4 separate regions of the Mus musculus genome follow, and all the other regions are linked to region 1. A link is a contact called in public Hi-C data. All regions are on one chromosome and are shown on one strand. Each heading gives the region's core, a stretch centred on a gene start, on an enhancer-like site or on the middle of the called end of the contact. The rest is flanking DNA. Distances are from core to core; before and after follow the strand shown. Region 1 holds the start of Kcnd2 (potassium voltage-gated channel, Shal-related family, member 2). Region 2 has its middle 24 kb from the start of Mir6370. Region 3 has its middle 470 kb from the start of Gm22828. Region 4 has its middle 320 kb from the start of Gm22828.

Region 1 (7,106 bases), core at 4,501-7,000:
ATGTCTGCTGAAGAAGAGGTGGACAGTTTTGAAGAGTTTTATAATTTTCCCCATGAAGCATATGACTTGAGATGAATGTTTCATAACTGTGGAAAAAGAGAAATTATGACCATTCCCAGATCTAGGCAAAACACTAAATTTTGCAAACTAGAATTAGCTGGGCATAATTACAGTCAAATAATGTTAAAGCAGCAAGACATGAAGTTTATAGGGTAGAAAAAGGTGAGATTAGAGATATCTCTCCTTTCTAAGGACTAATTTCTGAACAAATAGGTAACTATGGAAAGTGGTTATGACACCAATTTAGATGCAATAAGAACTATATTCTAAATAAAATTTATATAGGTTGCAAATAAATGAGAAAGATTCTATTTTTAAATGTCATGATTGTATTTATAGAAAAATTAAAGAATAATAGAGTTCAACAAAATTTCAAGGCATAGAATCAATAAGGAAAATCTCATTATACTTCTATGCAGCAAGAATGAACATATGAAAAGGGAAATATAAAAGGTCATAATATCTCCACAGGAAATACAATTTAGGTGTAAACCCAATAAAAACATGTACAGTATCTGGATCTTAAAAGTTACAAAATTCCCTAAAAGACAAAAATCAAAATAAGTGGGGAAACACCCAGTATGGGAAGCCTGCCAATTCTCCAAAGTTGATTTATAGATGTAATACAATTCCTGTTAAAAAATCACACTGATATTTTTGCACATTCAGACACTTATTATAAAATTTACTAAAAAAAAAGGAAGGGCAGACAACAGGTAAAACAATTTAGAAAAACAATCTAAAGTAGTATGAATTTTTCCCACCTGGTATTAAAAATTATCGTATAATTATAGTAATCAAAAGAGGTGGGATGTTAGTGGTTGATACAGACCCAGAGATGAACAAAACAGGATAGAAAAATAGAAACAGATCCACAAGAAACATTCAAGGGTGTTCTGACAAAGCTTAAAAAATGTATCAGTGGTGGGAAGAACACCAGACATTTCAATAAAAAGTACAACTGCGGTTTCAGTGATTTAAGAACAAAAGAGATGTCAAAAGAAAAATCGTAGAATGAAACTGACTTTATGTAAAAATTAAGTGGATAAAAAGATCATGAGTTTGATTTTAAAATATAAAATATAAAGTACTTAGAAAATATAGAGAAAAATATTAAGGAATATTAATTCCCTGAAGGCAGCAGTGTAACTAAAAAAAAGTTTTTAAATTGAGTCTCATCAAAACTAAAACTTTTGCATTATTATAGACTCATGAAAAAGATTCAAAACAAGCTACACAGAAGAAAAAAATGAAAACAATGTATCTGATGCAGGAAAACTGATTAGAATGCAAATACTGTTCAAAGTAAACATATAAGAGCAATCAAATTTAAAACGGAGAATGACAAGGAAGGGCACACCATTTAATTGCAGAATATGTACAGATGACAAATAAACACAAAACACCTTCCATAAAATCAGTCATTAAGAAAGTAAACTGTAACGAAATACAAATGATAAATCGTTGTAGACCAGTAGTGAGTGTAGGATGATCAGATATGAATCATGAATATATTGCTACAGTAAGGGGGAAATCCAGCACTAACTGGATCCCAGTCCAATTTTCTTACGTAGGGTGAAGCATCTTAAAGTGAGGATGGGGGTGGAGGATGCTGGAGAAGCAAAGACTTGACTGAAGGAGGGGAGTACAAAATCACTAAAGCATGGAAGGACTGGGATGAGCCCTGTATGATTCGATGCTCAAACAACTGGTGCTCTTGCAGCTTAGCTCTGTGACTGCTCACGTTGGGAGGCACTCTTAGCATCTTCCGGATTGACTGGATCAATTCCTTTATCAGTCTTAAGTATTCTCCCATTAGGCGATCTCAAGAAGTTATTCTAGGTAGCATTCTCAAAGAGATAAATGGCAGAGAACAGATTAGTGGGTGGATTAAAGGAGCTATAGGGTGGGTTGGTGTCTTATGCCTATAAAAGGGAATCCTTGTTTTTGTAATGTCCTTCATGCCTATTATGATGGTGGATCATTCACAATAACTGAATCTAGAACTAAGGATAGATGCAAAAGTCGGTGTTTGTAAAACTGATAGACTTTAAATGGGTTAGTAGATTACATTTTCTGTACTTAGAAAGTTTGTGTTCTCCGAATTCATATGTTGAAATGCACTCCACAATGAGGTAGCAATAGGGCATGGAGGTTTGGGGAAACTATTGCACAATGAAAGTAATGATTAGACCAGACATTTCAAGGCTGGGATTAAGCCCAAGAGGACTGTCTTCTCCTCCTACTACAGGAGACTGTCAACTCCTGAAAACAGAAAACAAAGACTCACTACATATCAATACACTCGACCTTCCAAAACTACTGGCCACTTGACCTTGGATTTCTGGCTTCTAGAACTGTGAGACACAAATATATGTTTTCATAAATTTCCCAGTTTGTGACAGTTCAAGTGGACTCAGAGGATATGAGTGTTACCTTCTGGCTGTGATTTAATAGGATTTGAAGTGATACCTTTAGGGGAAGTAGATGATAGTTATAAGGAACCCATACCTATACCTATACCTATACCTATACCTATACCTATACCTATACCTATACCTATACCTATACCTATACCTATACCTATTTTTAACTGGTCTTAAGATTGTTCTTAACAACAACAACACCTCTAAATGCCATGTAAGAATGAATTGGTAGTCAGCATGGGATGGATAGTCAGACATACTGGGTCACTGTGTGTCTGCTAGGGGAAGTAATAAAGGAATGAGTGCCATCAGGGTCCTTTCCTGGTCTTCACTTATCAGGAGAGGAAAGGAGAAACTGATATGATTAGGAGATGGTAGTGAATTCAATTTTATTGTGCTGAGTTTTCTTTTGCTTCCCATTTAATCAATATGGTATAGGATACAGGATGGGAAGGAGATGGGGATGAACTGGAATCTTGGGAAGGGGAAGTGAAACACAAGCACTCTGTTGGGTTTTCAATCTCTGTATGTTTCAATGAACAACTGAAAATTAAAATGTCAGGTTCTTGCCTGTTGGGAGAGGGAGATATGCTTTATTCAGAGATAAAAGCAAGTATGATGTCTGTGGGAATTTCATGCACAGGCTGGATAAGATGAATTGTGTGAGCATTAAAATAATAAAACAGCTAGTTTCCATGTTCTTAGTAAAACACATTGAAACTTGAAAATATTATCTTTCATTTTTACAACAGGGCTAAAATGTTTTGCTTTATTATCTTTATTTTTCATTCATAGACGTTAACTAGTTTGTTAAATAAAATCAAATCAGTACACTATTTCCTGAGCAAGGATCTGAATATAGATGTGTTTAACCTAAGCTTAAATCTAGGTAAGTTTAATTCTCTGCACCGTGAGTAGCTGCTTGTGAAGAACGGATTACAACGCCTTCCCAAATTGTAGATGTTATGTTTTCTAAGGCTTCTCATGAAGTTAAGTATTTATTTTATGCTTGTAAGTATTTGATCTCCCAGTGGAAAGGGTCTGCTTCAAAGTCTGTTCCATCCTTACAGGGTAGGACGATATAATGGGCTTTTAGTACCTATGCCTCCTACTTATTTGGGTGGCTTGCTTTCTTCATCTTGCCAAGGTGCCATCTTTTTTATTTGTGCTAGCTTATTTTTTTATAGCAATTGGAAGGCAACCCCCTCCTTTCAATTTGCTAGTTTTCAGCCTTGCAAGCCTTGCAAGCATCCTTCACTTGGCTAATACAAACAAACAAACAAACAGCAGGTGTCCTAAACTTCCCTGGCACATTAGCTCCAGCCTTACGACCTACCAGCCCTGGAATTCCTAACCCGGCACGGGTAACTAAGCACAGAGAGCAAACATCCATCTTGACAGTTAAACCCATATAATACAGGGGATGTTTATTCTCATTCTTTGATGATTTTTTTCTATACTTTAAGTTCATAGGTTCTCTTTGAGCATCCATTTAAAGTGGGCACATCAAGCCTAGAGTCTTTTGGAAGTCAATTTCTTTACAGCAAATCACAACCCACTTTCCTTCTAAACAAAAGACAAAGCCTTGAATAATAAATTTTTATGTAGAAGTCAGTCTGCTCTTTCTAGTGAACTCCACTTTTCAATGGTCTTAATGGTTTTGTTGATCATGCTTTGGTACTTCACATGTAATTTTTCAAAGACATTTCAATAGGAAACTCTGTACATCATATTCCATGTCCATCAGAATGCAGTCTGAAGCCTGAACAACGCGTGACATATAAACACTGAAAAGGTGGGTGGTCGCAGGAAATTTAAAGATGTTTACGTGATCAGATTCTCTGTTGAATCAGTAAATTTTTCTGATCCTTTGCCTTTCTAAAGCGGCAACCTTGGATGTAAATTTAACTTCTCGCCACTCCCGCCATCTAGTGGCCATGGTTGTTAAAAGCTTGGTTTTAAGGAAGACACTTAATGACTGGGGGCGGGGTACACGAAGACCAAAATCGGTTGGCCACTACAATTTTCCTGTCTCTCCTCACATCACTCACCCTTCACCCGGGCACCTTTTCTTTCTTCGGTCATTTTAGATATGGGCAGGGATGCGCAAAGGGCATGAAGAGACACACACTCTAAGAGACTCACGCCCCTGCACACTGACATTTAGAAAAGGGTCTAAATTCTCCTGTCATTTGCAAAGGACAGGGGGAAAGGAGTTGTGGCAAGACCTAACCAGAGGAGATTTGTGTGACTTTTCCAGCAAGTTGGACGGGTAATATATTAGCCTTAGTAACATTAATATCTGTTTTGAACATACATAATTTAAAAAAATAAATAAAGGAACGTGGGAGAGTCACTTAAAAATTCTGTCGCGGAGCTTTGCAGGTTCTGCGACCCAGTCGCCCCCCAAAGGCAACCAATTCCTTCGCGTTCCGCTCTGTTCACCCTCCTTTCCAGCTTTTCTCGAATCTTTTTTTTTTCCTTGCCCCCCTTTCCCACGCTCATCTGGAACCGGGGCTCCGGAGGCAGCAGTAAGCCACCGGTCCCCTTCCTCCTCTCTTCCATCAAACAGCCGCGGCCGAGTGCCTTGAAGCTTCCCTTTGTTCATCCAAGGCTCGCTCATCCCCGGGGTAGAACCACCTGGATGCTCTCGCTTGGTGACATTTGGCGTCGAGGCTGGTGGGTGGCTAGGGTGGAGCGAGAGGAGCCCGAGGGGGCGGGGGCGGAGAAAGGTCAAGGCGAGGGAAAGGCAGGAGACGCCTTTGCCTAACCTGCGTGGCGGGGCTTGCGTGCGGCTCTCGCTCTCTTCCCAGCTTATTTATCGATCGCACCGGCAGAGCTGCGCGCGGTGCTCGGGGGAGATGCGGGACCACCCACTGGCGGGGAAGCAGCGAGCGGCCCTCTCGCGCCCCCGCGCCGCCGAGCGCCTCCTGCCTCCGCGCCCGGACGCCAGCCCGCTCCCGCCTCGGTCCCGGCCCCACGCCGCCACCGCCCGCCCCGCAGCCCCGCAACCCCGCAGTCCCGGCGCCCCGCAGCCCCGCAGCGCCCCGACCCCGGGGACGCCGGCCGCGCAGTAAGTTGGCAGGAGCGAGTGGCCTGGGCGGCTCGCCTCCCCCGCACCTTTTTGAACTTGTTGCTGTTGGCTCTGCTCGCCTGCGCCTGGCTTTTGGGAAGGTGACAAGGAGGAGGGAGGCACGGAGGGTGGGGGAAGGGGACGGAGAGCTCGCCAGAGCTTTATTTATGCTCCCCGGGAGCCTGGGATCTGGCTGCTCGGGAGCCGCTGGCTCTGCCTTTCCCTTTCCGGGTACAAGGCGACAGCAAAGTCTCTATGCAACTCAGCCCCGGTGCGCACTTTGCCAGGTATGTACCGCGGGCGAGGCGCGTTCTGCGCGGAGGCAGATGCTGCTGCCGCCACGGCGGCGGCGGCTGCCAGCTCCCAGGCTCTATAACTGTCACACTGCACCTGAGCTGAACTTGAACAGAGAGTGAAAGGGCCCATCGGGCAAACGCTCTCGGCTAGCGCAGAGGGTGTCAGTCGTCGTTGTGGGGGGGAGAAAGAGCTCTAGACCGACGCCCCCCGCCGCGAGCCCTGCACTTCACCTCCATCTCTGCAAGCGCAGCGTGAGTACAGGCGGCCAGCGGACTCCAAGGGACGCGGGACAGCGGCTGTGACCGCATCTCCGGAGCTACAACAACAGGTCGTCTTTTTGAGACGCCTTTGGCGGGAAGGACCACTTCAGCAAAAGGGGAAGGTGAAAGGGTTCTTTCTTTTAAGAGACTACCACTGACTGGTTGACTTTCCCTGTTTCCTCTCTCCTGCTCTATATACCGACCCCATATCTACCAGACTGTATCAGGGGAGAAGCGAAGACACCTGTTTGAAGCCAGGCTGTCTCCGAAGTCACCTGTACGTTTACATGTGCCAGGACCTGCCCTGGTCCAACTGTTGGCAGAGATTTGTTTAGGCTTTATGGAGAGAGATTTTTAGGTCACTGTATTTTTTTTTTCTTAGTATTCCAAATACTTCTGTGAGGGAAACCTGACCTTCTTGAGTACTGTGACTTGACCTGCGCCACCTTGGAATAATCGTGTTCCTGTGAGCAGTGTCCCCCCAGTGTTTTGCCTGAGGTGAAGAAGTGGGGGGCACTTTCTTACTTTCATTGTGTTATTTTGGGTGACCCCCCTGCTCACTCTCGTGACCTCCACTTCCAGACAACATGGCAGCCGGTGTTGCAGCATGGCTGCCCTTTGCCAGGGCAGCCGCCATTGGGTGGATGCCTGTTGCTTCGGGGCCTATGCCTGCGCCCCCAAGACAGGAGAGAAAAAGGACTCAGGACGCTCTGATAGTGCTGAACGTGAGTGGCACCCGTTTCCAGACATGGCAAGACACCCTGGAACGATACCCAGACACTCTGCTGGGTAGTTCTGAGAGAGACTTTTTCTACCACCCAGAGACCCAACAATACTTCTTTGACCGTGACCCGGACATCTTCCGCCACATCCTCAACTTCTACCGCACGGGGAAGCTTCACTATCCCCGCCATGAGTGCATCTCGGCTTATGATGAAGAACTGGCCTTCTTTGGCCTCATCCCAGAAATTATTGGCGACTGCTGTTATG
Region 2 (7,216 bases), core at 2,761-5,260, 1.6 Mb before region 1:
GAATTGAGCTTATTGGAAATAATCATGGTGTTGACTGCACCAGAAAGATAAAAACAGAAGAGACACACTCATCAGAATCTAGGGAAGTCCAACAGGAAATGCCTTTCAGTTCTCTTTCTGCACTGGTACTGGGTAGAGGTGATTTAAAGACAATGGTATGATGACATAGACAGATTAATTCCAACCAGGAAAGTCCACTAACAACATGGTGTCCAGAGTTTTAATGATGTTTGTCAAATACACTTAAGGATGAATAATAGCATTTCTAAATCACACTGTTACATTCCCTATACCGATGTTAACAGAATAACTTTTATCTGACATTACTTTTCTAGTACATAAAGATCACGTCCTAAGAGGCAAACATAAACACCAATATCTTTATAGTCAGATTTAATTCTCTTGTTGAAGGGAGTGAAAAAAGCCCAGAGTGGGTTTGTGTATTAATGATTTGTTGAATACTCCAAGACTTCAGACACATGAGAAATTTTAAAAAGCAATTTCCCATATGGGTCAGACTTGGATTATCAAAGCCTACCTCTGTCTACATGTCAGTTTATGGGTATTGATGAGTGTTTATAAAATCTAGCAACTGCAGCTCCATCCTACTCATGGATATTAGCAGTATGAGAAAGTATGCCATAAGAGGTTTCCCTTGAATGAAAGTAACCCAGACTTCACTTTGTGCAACATCTAATAAACACATTGAGTTTCTGGGTTCTGGAAGTAGTAACTACTGCTTCATCAGAGCATAAAATACACCATACTTTATATTCTATGTGACTCTGTGCCCATGTGTCTGTCCTTTATTCAGTCCCTTAATGCCTAGATATGATTTTGAAATGCAAGACTTGTGAGTTACAGAAAAACATATATTAAATTGTTATGATGGTGGACCATTTGTTTTGATTATTGTCAACTGGTAAAAGTCACACTGTATTCTGTGGTTATATTCTATCAGCTCATACACATGGTAGGCACAAGTAAAACTGAAATGTGTATTAAGAAGTTAATCTTGACTCTGAAAAGCTATGTCTATTTTAAGCCATATATGTTTGCCATACATACATGATTGCACAGACTGTACTAGAATCTTGTATGTATATTAATGAATGGGATGTTTGAAGATTTTGTTTAGTGTACATTTACTATTTGAAACACAATTTCTCAACACAGCATTTTCAGTCATCTATATGGCAATGTAATGAGTTAACCTAGTTTAATGTAACTAAATACTTCTTTAATACAAATTCAATGTTTCAACTATGTCTCTTAAACACTTAGCATATTGTGGAGAATCTGAATCCTAGCATAATACTAACATGTATAAGTTGGTGTGTGTGTGTGTGTGTTTATAAAGCATAATAACAAAAGAGAAGAAAATATAATTGTGTCTACCTATTAACTGTCTACATGTAAACTTTTCTTAGTAAAAAAATAGGAAAGCATAGTCACAACAGAGTAAGAACACAGTATGTAAATGTATTTTGTTTGTGGTAGTTTATGAGGTGAAAGTTGCAAAGGCCTGGGAAAAGCCCTAATAACTGGGAATTTGTATATGTTTTTATTTCAATGACAAACTCTCCCCTTGGTTTGAAGTTCTGGAAAGAGTTGCAAAACATGTCATTTTTTCATAGTGTTATTATTTTGTTCATAAAATATTCTAAAGACACCATCAGTAAATTTCTAGGGCTCATAAATATATTGAGCAAAATAGCCAGATAAAAAAAATTAACACACAAATATTTGTAACCTTTCTCCATATAAATGACAAACATACAGAAATAAAAACATGAATCAGAGAAACAATATCTTTTGCAAAGCCTCTGAAATAATTGGAAATAATTTTAATTAAGGAAGTGAAAGACTGGTGCAATTAAAATTTCAGGGCATTGAATTAATAAATTTAAGAAGATATAAGACAATGGAAAAAACATCCCATGCATAGGAAGTATGATTAGTATTGTGAAAATAACCATATGTCTAAAGGTAACATACAGATTCCGTGTAATGCCTATTAACAATTTAAAACAAATTTTTATCAAAATTGAAAAAAAATCTTAAACTTTATATTAAAAAAGCAAACCTGAATGATAAAAAAGCTCCAAGAGGTATACCTTCTCTTGGTTTTAAGTTATACTACAGAGCTATAATAGTAAAGTCAACCTACTATTGACACAAAAATAGACAAGGTGATCTAGAAGATGGAACTGAAGTTCCAGACCCAAGCTGACATACCTTTAGACACTTTGTCTTCCACTTTATAGCAAAATATAACAAAACAAAATGAAATGAATATTATGAAGTTACAAGTTGAATAATGGGAAAACACTTTCATATTATTATCTAGCAAAGACTTAATATCCAGAATTCATAAAAAAACACAAACAAGTGAATAAAACAAACAAATAACTCAACAACAAAAATAAAAGCACATGCTTTAATTTAAAAAAAAATGAATAAATGGTCCATATAGCCCTTTGTCAAATAGGATATGCAAACTTTAGTAAGTATAGGAAAATAGTACAAAAGTCTATAGAGCCTTTTCAGGAATTTCTAATGGTATTTTACTAGTTTTTTTTCTCTTTTCGGTGTCAACAGTATAGTTATTCTCCTTTCTCTGAATCCTCACAGAATTTCTCATATTTTGGGTCTTAATTTGTTTAACTCAAGTGAGATGGCATATCATTTGATATGGATTTAGATTTACCTACTGACTCTTGGTGTTACCTTTTAACAAAAGGCCCACCATTCTATTAATTAGGAATCAATAATTTTGGTTTGATGATTAATTTAACCTTCACAAACAGGCCATATTGCTATAGTACTAACTCAGTCCTTCAGTAAATGTCATAATTTTAAAAAATGGAATGTGGCTCTTTTTAGTTTAATAAATGCACATACATAATGACATATGACATCTTACCATGAATTAAAAATATTCCCTAGATTATGCCAGAAGTTTCCTTTGTATGTTAAAAGTAATATTCCTTGAATGTAAATTGATATACTAATGTGGAAAAATATATTCACCTAAGCAGTTTGTGAACTTGAGGCATAATCACTACTGATTTAAATTCAGACATCCCTCTAACAGACATTTAGGTAGATGAGGTGAGGTAAACTAAACCTTGTAACCATGTTAAACAAATAAATTAAAAATACATGATGTCATGGGTAGAATTGTTGCCACCATGTAATAGGTAAAGAAATGGAGTGTTAGAACCTGAGCAAGTTCACACAGCTAATCCTGTATAGGCTGGGAGTTAGTCCAAAAGTTTCAATCCTGCCCCTGTCTTTAAGCCAAAACACATATTTGATTTCTTATTTGATGTACTTTTTACTTACATTTTGCAAGACTCCTGTGAACCTCTAAATCAATTAGTAAACACATATTTTCTTATTACTCTACATAAACTATGAAGTTATAAGCTAGCAACTGCTATCAATGGAAACTAACATTTCTGTATATATATGTGTGTGTGTGTGTGTGTGTGTGTGTGTGTGTGTGTGTATGTGTGTGTGTGTGTGTGTGTGTATGTGTCAGGTTTCTATAAGCCATCAAATTTTTAACTGCTCAGGTGCAGTGGCTTGCATTATTGCCTGAACAGCTTTTCTTTGTGCTTTAATGTGGTGCCAAAGGAACTGTTAGCTTTGCTTAAAAGTGTTTATTTGCTGCCCAGTGATGACAATTACCTGTCTCCTCCTCTTTCATAGACTCCTAATCTCTAAACTGGAAGTGTTGTCAGCCAGATTTATGGACATTGTCATTTGAAGCCAGGACATCAAATCCAGGAATTACACTGAGCAAGGAGTTTGCCAGCAAACCAAGCCTACTACATGGGAAGTAAATAACACAGGAAGGTACCCAGCAGGCAGTTGCATCAGGTACAACTGCCAAATGACAGTTGCTTGATCTGTGGCAATGGTCCAGGTTCCAAGGATCAGGCTTGGATTAAATGACTACACTTCTTGGTTGGAAATGTTCACTAGGACTCCATCAAAACCTTGTCCCCTGGGGGGATCCCCACAGGCTGGAGCAGCTGCTGCTTCTGCTACAAACCCTATTGTCAACAACCCTCAGGATGAATTCTTTTCCATTTCCTCTGTTTCCTAATTATCATTACGAATATTTTATACCAGGTTCCAGCACAATATGTTACACTAGATTATTTTTTTTCCTTTCTCAGTCATGATAAATATTCTCAATATTTTCTTTCAATGTGAAACTTTCACTGTGATCAACCTGCCAATATGCTTGAATAGGATGAATCCAATCCCATACAGGTTAGCTCTTTAGAGAGTGTTTCAGGGCTTTTTGTACCCCAAGCTTTCCCCAATATCCCTGCCACTCCCAAATGCATGGAGAGAGCATATGCCTTCCCTCTTTATCAGGCCTGCATCCTTCTGGAAGAATAAGGGCGTGGTCACCTATACTTGCTTCCCTTTCCAAAGATCCTCTCTGTAGGTGTTCTACCTCACTCTGACTTTCCCTGTGAGCCAGAAGCCTCCTAAGCAATGTATCAGTATATGAATTGGCTATGAGCTCAGTTTCCAAATTAGTATCATCCATACTTGTTTCTGATTTACATCTTTTTGCAGATTTGAATAGCTATACATCATTTGTCTTCATTGTAGAGAAGAGAAAAACAAGTTGGAAAGGGGAACAGATTTGATCCCCTCTCCAAAGTGAACATAGGAAAGGAGTTACCTTCTGGTCTTTGGCTGTCTTTGAATGACTAGATTGCCATCCCCTTTCTCTTCCCTTGATTGCTTTGTACTTTTTAGTGTTTTTCATTCAAGAACACAGAATGCAGCATTGTGCATCAGTCCTGGCCCTTCTGTGCATTTATATTGTAAGTGATCAATACTTATCTGTAGAGTACTTATATCATCTTGAAAGTATTCTTACTGTTGAAGAATTTGCTCAGGGAATATAAACAACACAAATTTAGTAGTGAAACATTTTTTACTTCACTCAACAGTATCAGTATCCCATAGGAGACTAAACTGCATCTGGGAGAAAAAAGTTAAGATCATCTTACAATTTCTAATGGTTTGAGAAGTGAGCTGTAGTTGACAAAACCATGTTCTTTCATATTTATTTTTCTACTTCAGGATGATAATAAAACAGTGTATTTAAGGATGCTGATTTAGTGGTAGTGGCCATGCTGGAGAAGAAGTAAAGGACAGAAAAGAGCCATTTGCATCTCTTTCTTTCTAATCAAAACCACAGTTGTTAGAAATGTTATAATCTGCCTCAAGACATTAGTCATTCACTAAGTATTTATCAGGTATTGGCTATATTTTCTAATGTTAAGAATTCTAGTTACAGTGATATCAAGAGAATTATATAGTGATTGGTTGCTCAGGATAAAAAGCACCAGTTCTCTCTAATCTTGCTTGATAAAGGCAATTTGAATTTAGGAAAATAAATGTAAAAGGAACTGTTAAGTATGGATATACTGTTTGATAGCTATTGAAATTACTTCTTTCCTTACATTCTTCATTCTGGGGAAACTTAGGAAACTTATAAAGGGTGGTTAAGCAGGTTAATTCACCTCACTTTGATGTAGCTCAAGAAAGATCCTTTGTCCTGAAACTCCATTCATGTCAAGGCAAATGAATAGGCTAGAATTTCAAAAACCATTAAGAATCAAAACAAGAAAGCAAATTAACAAGAAAAATGTTTATAAATGTGCTCTGTTAAACATTATGCTGGATCCTGTTTGATCTAGCTGATCTACCTCCTCATTTTTTTCCCTAATGATTGACTTAGTATGTTAAAAGATTGTGTAATGGCAAATCAAGAAATAATCTACAGCATGAAATATTAAGAAACTGGCTATGAAATTGTCACTTAGTGGTGATGGATTGTTTTGTTGATACTACATTTGTAACTGAGCATTAAGAAAGAAGAAAACTTATTGGTAATATTAAAATTTCCTCAAAGTATGTATGGTGAGAGAAAGATCCCTTTGCTGTTAGGAATGAGCAGTATTGAAATAGGATCCTTCAGACTTAAGTAGCAAGTCATCACCTCTACACACAGCTTCACATCAGAGCATCACAGCACAGTGTCTTTGTGCTTTGAGCAGTCATAATGGTGTACCATACTGAAGCCACCATAAATATAGCTGTTCTCCATTAATCAACACGAACATCTGCAACAATTATTCATGCAGAGGATAATGATTTAGCAGCTGTGCATGCTAGAGTAAAGCTTGTGTAAGATTTAAGAAGACAGGGATAATACACATATCATCCTGACAAAAGCATCAGCATATATGATTTATAGATTTTCTCTTTATGAACAAATAGAAATTATTGCTACTGAAGACATAAAAACAAAAGTATACTGCCTTGAGTCCTGTTCATGTCTGTTAGTATTTATTGGTTTACATTTAATTAATGTGTGTAACAAGCATAAAACAAATTGTGTGTGTGTGTGTGTGTGTCAGAGTTTCTCTAAAACTTCATCATCTGTTTATAAACTAAAATACTTAACAAAATATTTGCTAGTTAATATTGAGTATGAACTTGACAGGATCTACAGGCATACAAAAAACAAACTTCTGAGACTGTCTGTTATAGAGTTTCAGAATTTCAGTATGTGGGGCACCCAGCATCACCAGACTCTGGTCGGGATCTGGACTTCATAGAAGAAGCAAGCAAATTGAGGGGCAGCATGCATCTGCCTCTGCTTCCTGATTGTGGATACAATGTGACCAGCTGCCATAAGTTCCTGTCCTCTGCCTTCTCCACTATAATGAAAAATAGAGTGGAACTTGCAGCAGAAATAACTATTCTTTCTTTATTTTATTGGTCAGGTGTTTGTTCACAGTGATGACAAAAATGACCAATATAGACACTTTTAAAACATATTATGTACCGTTATTTAAAAGCTTGAATGGTCTATTTCTGTGTAATGAGGTTCAGAGCACAGACTCAGGGACTAAACTAAAACCTCACATTCCAGGGCTGGCTCAGCTACTGTAATAGGTACGTGGCTGTCTTTTATTACCTTGAAATTGTCCTCTCTTACCAACCTTCCTTCTTTTTCCACAATATTTTAATTGCTTATTTGTTCCATTTCCTGTGCCTTCAGGAGTTTACCTGACACCTTCTGAAGATGAACTAAAACAGGAGCAGAAAACACTCAACTATTAAGCCATCTCTCCAGTACCATATTTTACTATTTTAACTCTTAAATTTT
Region 3 (7,001 bases), core at 2,998-5,497, 1.1 Mb before region 1:
AATTGTGATAAAAACTGCATGGTATTGGTATAGTGACAGACAAGTAGACCAATGGAACAGAATTGAAGACCCAGAGATGAATCCACACACCTATGGTCACTTGATCTTTGACAAGGGAGCTAAAACCATCCAGTGGAAAAAAGACAGCATTTTCAACAAATGGTGCTGGTACAACTGGTGGTTATCATGTAGAAGAATGTGAATTCATCCATTTCTGTCTCCTTGTACTAAGGTCAAATCTAAGTGGATTAAGGAACTCCACATAAAACCAGAGACACTGAAACTTATAGAGGAGAAAGTAGGGAAAATCCTTGAAGATATGGGTACAGGAGAAAAATTCCTGAATAGAACAGCAATGGCTTGTGCTGTAAGATTGAGAATAGATAAATGGGACCTCATAACATTGCAAAGCTTCTGCAAGGCAAAAGAAACCGTCAATAAGACAAAAAGGCCACCAACAGATTGGGAAAGGATATTTACCTATCCCCAATCGGATAGGGGACTAATATCCAATATATATAAAGAACTCAAGAAGGTGGACTAGAGAAAATCAAATAACCCCATTAAAAAATGAGCTCAGAGCTGAACAAAGAATTCTCACCTGAGGAATACCGAATGGCTGAGAAGCACCTGAAAAAATGTTCAACATCCTTAATCATCAGGGAAATGCAAATCAAAACAACACTGAGATTCCAATTCACTCCAGTCAGAATGGCCAAGATCAAAAATTCAGGTGACAGCAGATGCTGGCAAGGATGTGGAGAAAGAGGAACACTCCTGCATTGTTGGTGGGATTTCAGACTTGTACAACCACTCTGGAAATCAGTGTGGCGATTCCTCAGAAAATTGGACATAGTACTACCGGAGGATCCCGCAATACCTCTCCTGGGCATATATCCAGAAGATGTCCCAACCGGTAAGAAGGACACATGCTCTACTATGTTCATAGCAGCCTTATTTATAATAGCCAGAAGCTGGAAAGAACCCAGATGCCCCTCAACAGAGGAATGGATACAGAAAATGTGGTACATTTACACAATGGAATACTACTCAGCTATAAAAAAATGAATTTATGAAATTCCTAGACAAATGGATGGACCTGGAGGGTATCATCCTGAGTGAGGTAACCCAATCACAAAGGAACTCGCACAATATGTACTCACTGATAAGTGGATATTAGCCCAGAAACTTTGGATACAGAAGATATAAGATACAATTTGTTAAACTCATGAAACTCAAGAAGAATGAAGACCAAAGTGTGGACACTTTCCCCTTCCTAGAAATGGGAACAAAACACCCATGGAAGGAGTTACAGAGACAAATTTTGGAGCTGTAACGAAAGGATGGACCATCTAGTGATTGCCATATGCAGGGATCCATCCCATAATCAGCTCCCAAACGCTGACACCATTGCATACACTAGCAAGATTTTGCTGAAAGGACTCAGATATAGCTGTCTCTTGTGAGACTATGCCGGGGCCTAGCAAACACAGAAGTGGATGTTCACACTCAGCTAGTGGATGGGTCACATGGCCCCCAATGGAGGAGCTAGAGAAATTACCCAAGGAGCTAAAGGGAACTGCAACCCTATAGGTGGAACAACATTATGAACTAATCAATACCCCAGAGCTCTTGACTCTAGCTGCATATGTGTCAAAAGATGGCCTAGTCGGTCATCACTGCAAAGAGAGGCCCATTGGATTTGCAAGCTGTATATGCCCCAGTACAGGGGAACCCCAGGGCCAAAAAGGGGGAGTGGGTGGGTAGGGGATTGGGGGTGGGGGTGGGTATGGCGGACCTTTGGGATAGCATTGAAAATGTAAACGAGGAAAATACCTAATTTTAAAAAAAAAGTGAGAAATAGCCTTGTACTCATTGATACAGAAGGTAACAAAAGTGGATGCTCACAGTCAGCTAATGGATGGATCACAGGACTCCCAATGGAGGAGCTAGAGAAAGTACCCAAGGAGCTAAAGGGATCTGCAAACCTATAGGTGGAACAACTTTATGAACTAACCAGTAGCTCTTGACTCTAGAGGCATATGTATCAAAAGATGGCCTAGTTGACCATCACTGGAAAGAGAGGCCCATTGGACACACAAACTTTATATGCCCCAGTACAGGGGAATACCAGGGCCAAAAAGGGGGAGTGGGTGGGTAGGGGAGTGGGGTGGGTGGGTATGGGGGACTTTTGGTATAGCATTGGAAATGTAAATGAGCTAAATACCTAATAAAAATGGAAAAAATAATGTAAACGAGGAAAATACCTAATATAAATAAATAAATAAATAAATAAATAAATAATACTGTGCTTTTCAAGTGAAAAAAAAGCAGCCCTTCTATGGGAGAATAGTATATGCGAATTGGATCACATGCTTATTATTTTGAATTTCCTCTTGCTTCAGCAAAGATAATTAAATTGAGTGCTGTAGATGGTGTTTTAAAATGTTGAATAATCAAGCTTTCATTTGTATATTTATCAATATGTATCTCAGAGCTTACAATTGCTTAAAATTGTTCATCCCTCAGATACTATAAATTCTCAAATTTGCAATGGTTTATGCATATACAACTCATAAGAAAAAAATGCTGTTGTTTTTAGAAGACTGTTTTTGGAGATTTAAGAATCTTTCTTAGATTGCCTGGACAAGACCTTAACACAATGCCATGCTAGATTTATAAATGCCATGCTAGATTTATATCTCAGACAGATTACAGTTCTTACACAAAAATAATTGGCCATATAATCTCATTCTTTATATAATCAAAACAGTAATGGCTTAAGATAATATTTTTGTATTTTTAAAGAATGTGCATGTCAAATTGTAAAAAAAAAAAAATATTCTTAGTGTCCCCTGTTTCTACCTGTTTCCACATAATGGTGTTAATTCTTGAGATCTTATACTTAATCAGTTGCTGCAAATGGATATTCTTATTTCTGATTAATAAATAAATTATGCACATGTGACTATTAATACATTTCCAAGTGATTTCTTTTAGCTTCTCTACATATAGGAGAGGCCTCTAATAATGTAATTGATAATTGTTTACAAGACTTTAATGCTATGGGATTGCCTAAACTCATTAAGACAGATAATGGGCCATCCTATACTGGCAACAATTTTACTTCATTTTGTAAGGAATTTGGTATCAAACATAAAACTGGAACTCCTTATAACCCCATGGGACAAGGAATTGTGTAACATACTCATCACACTCTGAAAAATTGGCTTTTAAAAACAAAACAGGGGCAGTTATACCCCCCAAGGTCACCAAAAGCACATCTTGCTTTTGTCTTTTCATTTTATTTTTTTTTTGCAAACTGATATTAAAGGTCAGTCTGCAGCAGATCTCCACTGGCATCCAGTTATTTCCAGTTCTTATGACATGGTTAAATGGCAGGACCTGTTAACTAATGCATGGAATGGTCTAGACCCTGTTTTTATCTAGGGAAGAGGTTCTGTCTGTGGTTTTGCACAAAAAGAAGATGTAGCACGATGGCTGCCTGAAAGATTGGTTTGTCAAGTGGACACAGATCCTGAATCTTCTAGTAAGTATGATTCTAACCTAGTTGATGGCTAAAAATCCTTTTAGCTGAAAAAGTTAATTTGGAGCACAGCCTCCACTGTGGGAGAATTTTCAGCTTTTCTGTTAATTCTCAAAGCCAGCTTCCCCACACTGGGAGGTCAAAGTCTGAGCTTGATCATTGCTAATTTGCAACTGAATAAAGTACTTGGACTTCCCCAAAGAAGCTTTTATCCTGTTGTTTTTCAAGCAGGTCAGTCTCCCCTTACAACCTGATTTCAGCAAGCGTGCAGCCTAGCCTCCAGCAAGCACAGGTGGCAGAAATTCATCAATATGAAGAAGCACTTTAAGTATAAATTGTGGCTTTGGTCTGATTTAAGAATAAGGTGTGCTATGAGGGCCGGTCAGCCAATGATGGACAACCAGATTTCAGAACTCTATCAATCTAAGACAACGAAACATGCCAAGAGGCTGTGGTTTGTTAGTTATACACCGCAGAGCCATGTTTGTGTAAAATAAACACAAACAAGCTGCATGTATACTCCGTGACAGATAAGAATAGTTTGGGAAAATCTGAGATTTCTCAAGCCAGGCTCGGCCGCCAGCCACCATAATTCCCAGGCAGAACTATGGAGCATAAATAAATTTTATGGCTCAGTCCAGCTATTTTTATTATATAATCAGTGAGGAATTATAGCCTCCCCCAGCCTGAAGAGAGCTTGTGCAGACCTTGTCACCACTGAGGTAGGGCCCCGTGTGGTGCAGCTTTCAGACTTGGCTGGCTTCTCTTGATGTGTCAACTGCCCTGCTCTTCTCTGAGATCCTGCTGCCTGCTGAGACACCTTTGAGGCAATCCACATTGCTTGGAGTCTTTGGGCTGGCTCCAGGCACCAAGGATGGACTGGCAGGGAAGATGAGCCTTCCCCCTTTATAAGCACAGTCTCTTAGTAAACTTGCGGGCTTTGATCAGAGCAATTTGTCTTGGCCTCATTCTTCTCTTGCAGTCTATATCTCTTTTTCAGCCCCAGCCTGCCGTTCAGTAGTACCCGGTTCACAAGTGGCTTACAACTACATAAATAACTCACTTAAAGAACTTAGAAAAACACAAGCAAATTAGTAGAAGCCCTTAAAGAGGAAATAAATAAGTCCTTTAAAGAAATACAGGAAAATACAATAAATCAGGTGAGGAAATTGAACAAAATACTCCAAGACATAAAATGCTAATAAAATAATAAAGAAATCACAAATGGAGGTAGTAAGGACATGGAAAACCCAGAGAAGGGATCAGGAGCTATAGATGCAAGCAACAACAACATAATGTAAGCTATAGAGGAGAGAATCTCAGACTCAGAAGAACCGTAAAAAAATATTGACATACGAGTTAAAGCATATATAAAATGCAAAATGTTCTGAACCCCAAACATTCAGAAAATTCAGGACACAATGAAGACATCAAACCTAAGAATAACAGAAATAGATTGAGTGAAGACTCTTTTGTCAAAGGGCCAGAAAATATTTTCAACCAAATCATAGAAGAAAACTGTCCTAAACTAAAGAAAATGATAGCCATGACACCAGATATTTTGTACCAGAAAAGAAATTCCTCCTGCCAAATATTAATCAAAGCTCTAACTGCACAGAACAAAAAAATAATATTAGAATTTGCAAGGGACAAAGGTCAAATACCATATAAAGGCAGACCTATCAGAATTATACCAGCTTCCTCAACAGAGACCCTAAAAGCCTGGATACTGGAAACACACCATCAGATCCTATCCGGAAAAATAAAAATTACTAGTTCAGGCTACTATATCCATCAAAACTCTCAATTGCTATATATCAAGAAACCAAATTATTTAATAATGAAACCAAATTTAAATAATAACTTTACTAATCCAGTCCTACAAAGGACACTAGAGTGAAAACTCCAACTCAAGGAGGGTAACTGCACCCAAGAAAACACAAGACTTAATCATCTCACAAAAAAGAGAAGAGAATCACATAGACATAATGCCACTTCTAACAACAGAAATAATAGGAATCAACAATCATTGCTCTTTAATAACTCTCCACATCAATGGGCTCAATTCTCCAACAAAAAGATACAGAATAAAAGACTAGATACATAAAAAGGATCTAGGAGTTTGCTATGTACAAAAACACACCTAGGTGACAAAAACAGATACAACCTAAAAGGAAAGGCTGGAAATTTTTTTTTTCCAAAAAAAATGGTACTTAGAAACAAGCTAGAGTAGCCATTTTAATATCCAATAGAATAAATTTTCAATCAAAGGTTATCAAAGATATGTGGAAGGATACTTCATATTCATCAAAAAAAAAACACCAAGATGAAATCTCAATTCTGAACATCTATGCCCAAATTCAAGTGCAACCCACATTCATAAAAGAAACTTTACAAAAGCTCAAACCACACACTGAATGTCACACAATAATAATGGGAAACTTTAATAACCCACAATTTCCAATGGACAGATAATTAAAACAGAAACTAAACAGTGTCACTGTGAAACCAACAGAACTTATGAACCAAATGTATTAAACAGATATCTACAGAACATTTCACCCTATAACAAACATTTCTTCTCAGCACCTCATGGTACTTTCCTCAAAATGAACACATAATCATAGACAAAACAAGCCTCCACAGATACAAGATGATTGAAATAATCCCATTCATTCTATTAGATCAAAATGGACTAAAGATTGTCTTCACCACCACCACCACCACCAACAACAACAACAACAACAACATAAAAATAAAACAGAAAACCACACACTTATGGAACCTGAACAACTCTATACTAAATGATAACTTGGTCAATGAAGAAATACTGAAAGAAACTAAACCTTCTAGAATTTAGTAAAAATGAAAATACATTATACCCCACTTTATGAAACACAATGAAAACAGTGGTAAGAGGAAAATACATAGCACTAAGTGCTTTCATTAAAAAATAAAATTAGAAAGATCATACACTATCACATTAATAGCACACCAGGAAGCTCTGGATCAAAAGAAGTGAACACAAGAACAATAGACAGCAGAAAATAATCAAAATTGGGGCTGAAATCAACCAATTAGAATTAAAAAGAATTATACAAAGAATCACCAAAACCAAGGACTGGTTCTTTAAAAAAAATTAAGATAGATAAACCCTTAACCAAATTAATAAGAGAGTACAGAGACAGTTTTCAAATTAAAATAATCAAAAATGAAATGGGAGATATAACAAAAGAAATTGAGGAAATTAAAAAATTTATCAGATCTTACTAAAAAAGCATATACTCAACAAAACTAGAAATTTCTAGATGAAATGAATGATTTTCTAAATAGATACCATGTACCAAAGTTGAATCAAGATCAAATAAGCCATCTAAATACTCCCATAACTTTTCATGAAATAGACGTAGACATTAAAAGTCTCCCAACCAAAACAAACGCAGGACCACATAGT
Region 4 (6,812 bases), core at 4,027-6,526, 1.3 Mb before region 1:
AAAAAAAAAGAAAAGAAAAAAAGATGAAATGTTCTTTGGTTATATATCCAAAAGTAGTATACATGCATTTTGAGATAGAGAGATTCCCAACTTTCTCAGAAAACACCATACTGATTTCCATAGTGACTATAAATATGTGCACACTCCCCAGTAATTAATGAGCATTCCCATTATTTTACATGCACACCAGCATGAATGTCACTTGTGTTATTGATCTTTTCCATTCTAAAATATTTAAAGTGAAATATCAAAGTAGTTTGACTTACATTTCCCAGAGGAATAATTGTGCTAAACATTTGTTTAACTATTTCTTAGACATTTGAATTTCTTCCTTTAAAAATTCTGTATTGCAAATTTAATTTGGGTTAATTTTATTAATTTCTAAATTTGTAAGTTCTTTCTTTATTTTGGATATTGGTCCTTTATTTAATCTGTAGTTGCTAAAACTCTTTTCCTGCTTCCTGCTGGTTTTCTGAGTGATCTTTCCCTTTGTTGTGCTGAAGCTTCTCTGTTTCATGAGGTCTCTTTTATTAGTTGCTATTCTTAGTGATTGCAAGAATGGTGTTGTGTTCAGAAAGTCATTTCCTGTGTCAATGAGTTCAAGGCTATCCCACACTTTCTCTTCTATCAGATTCAGCATGTCTTGTTTTATCTTGAGGTCTTTGAGCCACATGGAGCTGAGTTTTGTGGGGGATGATGAGTATGCATTTATTTTTATTCTTTTACATATATCCATCCAGTTTCACCAGCTCCATTGGTTGAATACCTTCTCTTTTATCCAGCACTTATTTCTGTCTTCTTTATTAACTATCAGGTGTCCATGGGTATGTGTATTTAGTCTGAGTTTTCGATACAATTCTACTGATCAGTGTGTTTATGTGTATGCCAGTACCATACTGTTTTTATTACTATAGCTCTGTAGTTCAATTTCACTTCAGCAATGGTGATATCTCTAGCAGTTCTTTCATTTTTCAAGATAGATTTGGTTATGCTTTGTGTGTTTGTATGTGTGTGTGTGTAAGTTTCCATATATAGCTGATAATTTTCCTTTAATGATAAATGGGTTTGGAGTTTGATGAGTATTGCACTGATTCTGTAGATTGCTTTTGGTAAAATGGCATTTTTACTATGTTAATCCTACTGATTGATGAGTAGGAGGTCTTCCGATCTTCTGATAGCTTCTTCAATTTCTCTTTTCAATGACTTACAGTTTTTACCATATAAATCTTTCATGTGCTTGGTTATAGTTACTTCAAGTTATTTTATATAATTTGAGGTATTTGCAAAACGTGTTTCCCTGATTTCTGTCTTAGTTCATTTTGTACCCAGCTTGAGGACTGAAAGTGTTTATCCACTTTAGGTCTTTCCAGGTGGAGTTTTAAAGTCAATTATATAGGATCATATCATCTGAAAATATGTGGAGAGTGAAATGCCTGAAAAACTTAGGCCTAAATGGGATATCACTATAAAATCCCTCCTTTCAACACTAGGAAAACCTTATGTAAGAAGAGTTTGAAAGAGTTTTTTGCTGTAAATCTCAACACAATTAATATGAATACATGCTGTGTGTCTACATTGGGCAGATCTACCACTACACTGCCATCTTTCACATCTATGAGACCCCTTAGAACTTGCAGTTTCTCCAGGGCATTTGCTTCCGCTCTGCTTTTCTTCTTCCTCCTACTCTATGTCCTCTCTCTTTCTCTTCAATTTTCTCCTTCTCTCTCTCACTCTTCTGCTCCACCTTCCCTTCATCTACCCAATCATCAGCTCTCCTTTATTTTACAAATTAAGGCTGAAGCAAGTTTACAGGAAATCACCTGAGTGCTGACTCATTCCTTGTTCACAACCCCTCACAGGAGAACAGAATTAAAATAAAATATAATTAGCCCCAGAGCTATCCACAACAGAGTGTAAAGCAAGAGTGGTTGGAGGACAGTAAGAAAACAAGGATCTCTAAATCAACAGGATTGAGACATATATGAAGTCATAGAGACTGAGGCAGCATGCCTAGCACCTGCAATTTAGTTTTCTCCAAGGGAGTCTTTCAGGTGAAACAGATTATTACTCTTATTGTTAGGCTGCATGCCAAAAGTAGATGGCTAAAGGTAAATCAACTCAGTGGCATCTTTAATGGTTCCTTTTTCCATATTAGCATGACAGGGCTTTTCCTAACTCTTATTTTTTTGTTGAATACACACGCGCGCACACACACACACACACACACACACACACACACACACACACACACACGTGCACCTTGGTATCCAGTTTAGTGGTATTATGAATTTGCTTTCTGTCCAAACAAACATGTCTCTATGTCTATTTATGTTTCTTCTATCTTTTTCTTGGGATTTCCTTCATTCTGTTTGTTTTATACTATTCAGATATGTTAGTTTTAGTTTTATCTTATTTTATTTATTGTCTTATCCCTTAGAAACATGTTTGCTTTCTAAGAAGAGACAGAAAGGGTATAGAATCAGAAGGTAAGATATGTGGGGAGGACCTTGGAAAGGTAGGAGAAAGGGACATTGACATAATATATGAGACAAAAAATATTTCAGTGAAAGAAAAATTCAATCGCTTTCTCTGTCTTTCTCTGTCTCTGTTTTTCTCTCTTTCTCTTTTCTCTTTCTTTCTCTGCATGTGTGTGTATGTGTTTGTGAGACAGAGCCCTGCTTCAACAATTAATAGACACAATGACAATTAGTATTTGAAACTGAAATATTCTACCGATATTTATTTTGAATTACCAAAAGGTAATACTGAAAAAGTAAAATGAAAAAACAAAATTCTAGGCCTTTAGGCCCAGGCTTGGGAATGTGACCTTTGTGACTCAATGCTCCAAGGTATGCTAATCATAAAACAGATAGTGACATTCCTCCACCCACTTGCTTCCTGGGTTCAAAGAGTATTCATTCAAAGAAAGTCACCCTGAGCTACCCTGACCATTGTTGGAAACCACTATGCAAATGTGCTATTGTTAGGTGCTCTTAGAAACTGTCTTGAGGTGACAGCAGATGCTGGCGAGGATGTGGAGAAAGAGGAACACTCCTCCATTGTTGGTGGGATTGCAAGCTTATACAACCACTCTGGAAATCAGTCTGGCGGTTCCTCCGAAAATTGGACATAGTACTACCAGAGGATCCCGCAATAGCTCTCCTGGGCATATATCCAGAAGATGTCCCAAAGGGTAAGAAGGACACATGCTCCACTATGTTCATAGCAGCCTTATTTATAATAGCCAGAAGCTGGAAAGAACCCAGATGTCCCTCAACAGAGGAATGGATACAAAAAATGTGGTACATTTACACAATGGAGTACTACTCAGCTATTAAAAAGAATGAATTCATAATATTCCTAGGCAAATGGTTGGACCTGGAGGGCATCATCCTGAGTGAGGTAACCCAATCACAAAAGAACTCAAATGAAATGTACTCACTGATAAGTGGATATTAACCCAGAAACTTAGTATAGCGAGATATAAGGTACAATATGTAAAACATATGAAACTGAAGAAGAACGAAGACCAAAGTGTGGACACTTTGCTCATTCTTAGAATTGGAAACAAGCACCCATGGAAGGAGTTACAGAGACAAAGTTTGGAGCTGAGACAAAAGGATGGTCCATCTAGAGACTGCCATATCCAGGGATCCATCCCATAATTAGCCTCCAAGCAATGACACCATTGCATACACTAGCAAGCCTTTGTTGCAAGGACAGTGATATAGCTGTCCCTTGTGAGACTAGGCCGGGGCCTAGCAAACACAGAAGTGGATGCTCACAGTCAACTATTGGATGGATCACAGGGCCCCCAATGGAGGAGCTAGAGAAAGTATCCAAGGAGCTAAAGAGATCTGCAACCCTATCGGAGGAACAACGTTATGAACTAACCAGTACCCCAGAGCTCTTGACTCTAGCTGCATATGTATCAAAAGATGACCTATTCGGCCATCACTAGAAAGAGAGGCCCATTGGTCAGGCAAATGTTATATGCCCCAGTACAGGGGAATGCCAGGGCCAAAAAATGGGAATGGGTGGGTAGGGGAGTGGGGGGGGGGACTTTTAGGATAGCAGTGGAAATGTAATTGAAGAAAATACGTAATAAAAAAAGAAAAAAAAACAAATAAAACAAACAAACAAACAAACAACCCACAAAAAACCAAAAAAAAAAAAAAAAAAAAAAAAAAAAAAAAAAAAAAGAAAGAAAGAAACTGTCTTGAGAAATAACCCTCACAATTACCAGGTATTCCTCGTGACTCCTGTGACTTTGCACTTACTTGTGACTCTTAACTGGTATTTTTGGTATTTTCCAACAACGCCCTTCCCACCTCCTTGAGTTGTGGTATCTTCCTTTAAATACCCCCTGACCCAGCTACTCAGTGTGCCACGGTCCTCTACCCCTGGGTGGTGTATGACCGTGGGCGGGAGAGAGCTCTTGAATAAAAATCCTCTTGCAGTTTGCAGCAAGACCGTTTCTTGTGGGTGATTTTGGGGTGTCACCTCTCCTGAGTCAGAACGTGGGGGAGTCCTCACATTATGGGTCTTTCAATACCAATCCAAGAATCAAAAATCCAGAGTAAACTAGAATATGTAAGAGAAATGACACCAGAGAAAATTGCATATTTGGTTAAAAGGTAACAGGTACTATTATAAATATTACATTGAGCATGTATTCCATCTGAATACAAATTTGATGAAATGGAAAGATTTCTTATAGTAAATATTTAAAGTTATTTTTAAAAAATTAGACTGCTTACAACCTACTTCATTAAATATGTTGCACATGTAAGTTGATAGCATCCTAAGAGTAAAGTTAGATGACTTAACCATAGATGGCTGCCGAAGATATTACAGAAAGATAATGTCACTTCTATATAAAGCTTTATAAACACAGATATCAAAATGGAGTTCTAATTATTATGAGTCCATTAATACATTGACTGTAAAATTATAGAGGAGTATTAACCCTAAAAGTAAACACAAAAATTCATGTTTTAATAAATAAAACCAAGGTAATTAAGAATTAAAAAATAACTTCAATATTTCAATACCGAATGAGGCTTATCTCATAAGATGTTGTTGTTTTAACACTTGAATAAAATACATCACAATAGAACATTTCATGAGGACTTCATTTTGAATGATAGAATCTTCACTCTTTATTTGGGTGATTACTTCAATATCACTATGATACTTTCATAAAACCTATAGACCATATTGCCCAATGTATGACTAACTCTATGTAATCATACTTCAGTATGTCTTACTAAAATTGTGTTTGTCAAATTGAAATATGAAATATGTTAAGAAATATATTCTAATTATGCATTCAGGGATATCTTGATGTGGATGTTTTTGATATTTTATTTAAGTGGTCTGTACTTTACTCCTTTTTCTGATTCAAAATTTAATTTTGAGTAGCAATTAATCAAACATTCTCTTTGTTGGGGTATAAAACTGAACACAGTGTTTTCTGCCATAAATCTCTTGTCCATATGGTAAAGGTACAATATTGGCACTGAAACCTGGTGTCCATCTGGACAGAGATACATTTCCTACATGAGGCAAAACTTTCAAAATCAGCCATCTGTTTTTATGCAATTTTCCAAAAACTTGTAAATAAAATAATATGAACATGAAACAAAAGTGATCACAAAGATAATGGATCATTTACTTGACACAGTAAATGGTCTTTCAAAACATGCTGAATATTGTCAAACGGCTTTTGTAACTTTGAAGGTATAAATGCTATTTACTGTGAGAACAGCAATAGTGAATGAGTACATCATCAGTCCAAAGTTATCATATTAATGCTCAATTATCTTTCTTTTAATTAGTCATCCCTGATTTATACCGACCCAGCTTTTTGTTTACCAAAAGTATCCACAGTGCCATTTGCATGTGTATTTTTCCCCGAGGATTGCTAAGTGATTGGATATATTCATAAAGTGCATTGCTTATGATAAATTTATAGCATATATAAGTAAATGATATTTTCAAGTGATAATGTGAAATAATATACACATTGAAGTCATCTATTTGGCAGCCCAAATTCTGTGCCTTGTGTCACTTTACGCAGACCACTATTCTCTCCTTAATTATCACTACTGTGAAAGAAGACTAGTAAGCCCAGCTTCTGTAGAGATTAAATTTATCATGACAAAGTCCTATTGAGTTGGGCATTAAACAAAGCACTGTAGGTGGGGTGGCTTAAAACTACATGAATTAATATTCCACAATTCTTGAATCTGAAAGTATAGGAACAAAATTTCAGCATGGCTGAATTCAAGAGACAGTTGCCACATTACAGTCTCCTAATTTATACTATGTTCACATGGCAGAAAGAGTGTATGGTATCACTATAGGCCTTTATAAAAACATTGTAATCATTTTGTAGACTTCACTACATCAACTAACTATATATTAACCAACTTCAAAATACTTTCTTATAAAAAATAGTGTTTCACACATGTTGGGGTATACATTAAGCCTATTGCAGTATGTCAGATCATTATTTGTCATAACAATGTTTTGCTATTGAATATACTTTAGAGTACTTGTTTTCCATATAAGGCTTAATGGATACGGAATGTTAGTAAAAAAAAAAAAAAGTTTGTGATTGCTAATCTAATCATGTACATACAGGCTTTTATCCAAGGATCATGCTCTCATGGTTCCTGAGGGAAGCAACTATCCCAGTCAACATGTAATGTATTATGCATATGTATTCATCGCCCTAAACTGTATTCAACACAAAGAGGTGCACCGTGGTGTTTGAGTACCTTCTAGAGTGGTTCATGTCACTAGGC

What was found. A called contact is a pair of places that touch in the nucleus more often than the background predicts.
Region 2: a Hi-C map of cerebellar granule neurons shows a contact between it and region 1, with 6 times the contacts expected there. The contact joins the enhancer-like site here to the promoter of Kcnd2 in region 1. A contact is called at or near these places in 3 of 39 promoter capture datasets (frontonasal cranial neural crest and liver) and 2 of 484 Hi-C or Micro-C datasets (cerebellar granule neurons and cerebellum).
Region 3: a Hi-C map of cerebellar granule neurons shows a contact between it and region 1, with 3 times the contacts expected there. The contact joins the enhancer-like site here to the promoter of Kcnd2 in region 1. A contact is called at or near these places in 2 of 39 promoter capture datasets (hippocampal neurons and liver), 2 of 484 Hi-C or Micro-C datasets (cerebellar granule neurons and cerebellum) and 1 of 115 datasets of contacts at active chromatin or transcription factors (forebrain).
Region 4: a Hi-C map of cerebellum shows a contact between it and region 1, with 3 times the contacts expected there. The contact joins the enhancer-like site here to the promoter of Kcnd2 in region 1. A contact is called at or near these places in 4 of 39 promoter capture datasets (frontonasal cranial neural crest, hippocampal neurons, second pharyngeal arch cranial neural crest and 1 more), 2 of 484 Hi-C or Micro-C datasets (cerebellar granule neurons and cerebellum) and 1 of 115 datasets of contacts at active chromatin or transcription factors (embryonic forebrain).

Annotation. Positions count from the first base shown.
Region 1 is chr6:21,209,596-21,216,701 of GRCm38.p6, forward strand. It overlaps Kcnd2 (potassium voltage-gated channel, Shal-related family, member 2), which reads left to right and starts at 5,751. Exons shown (of 6, transcript NM_019697.4): 1 at 5,751-7,106. The coding sequence starts at 6,704.
Region 2 is chr6:19,575,686-19,582,901 of GRCm38.p6, forward strand. No RefSeq gene overlaps it. Among named protein-coding and RNA genes, the nearest start is that of Mir6370, 24 kb to the left of the region's middle. Within about 2 kb of position 4,011, at least 2 of the 459 cell types and tissues checked have an H3K27ac peak or open chromatin away from gene starts, as enhancers often do. A contact at or near this core is called in cerebellar granule neurons and cerebellum, where this site is marked.
Region 3 is chr6:20,088,159-20,095,159 of GRCm38.p6, forward strand. No RefSeq gene overlaps it. Among named protein-coding and RNA genes, the nearest start is that of Gm22828, 470 kb to the left of the region's middle. Within about 2 kb of position 4,248, at least 1 of the 459 cell types and tissues checked has an H3K27ac peak or open chromatin away from gene starts, as enhancers often do. A contact at or near this core is called in cerebellar granule neurons, where this site is marked.
Region 4 is chr6:19,939,020-19,945,831 of GRCm38.p6, forward strand. No RefSeq gene overlaps it. Among named protein-coding and RNA genes, the nearest start is that of Gm22828, 320 kb to the left of the region's middle. Within about 2 kb of position 5,277, at least 2 of the 459 cell types and tissues checked have an H3K27ac peak or open chromatin away from gene starts, as enhancers often do. A contact at or near this core is called in cerebellar granule neurons and cerebellum, where this site is marked.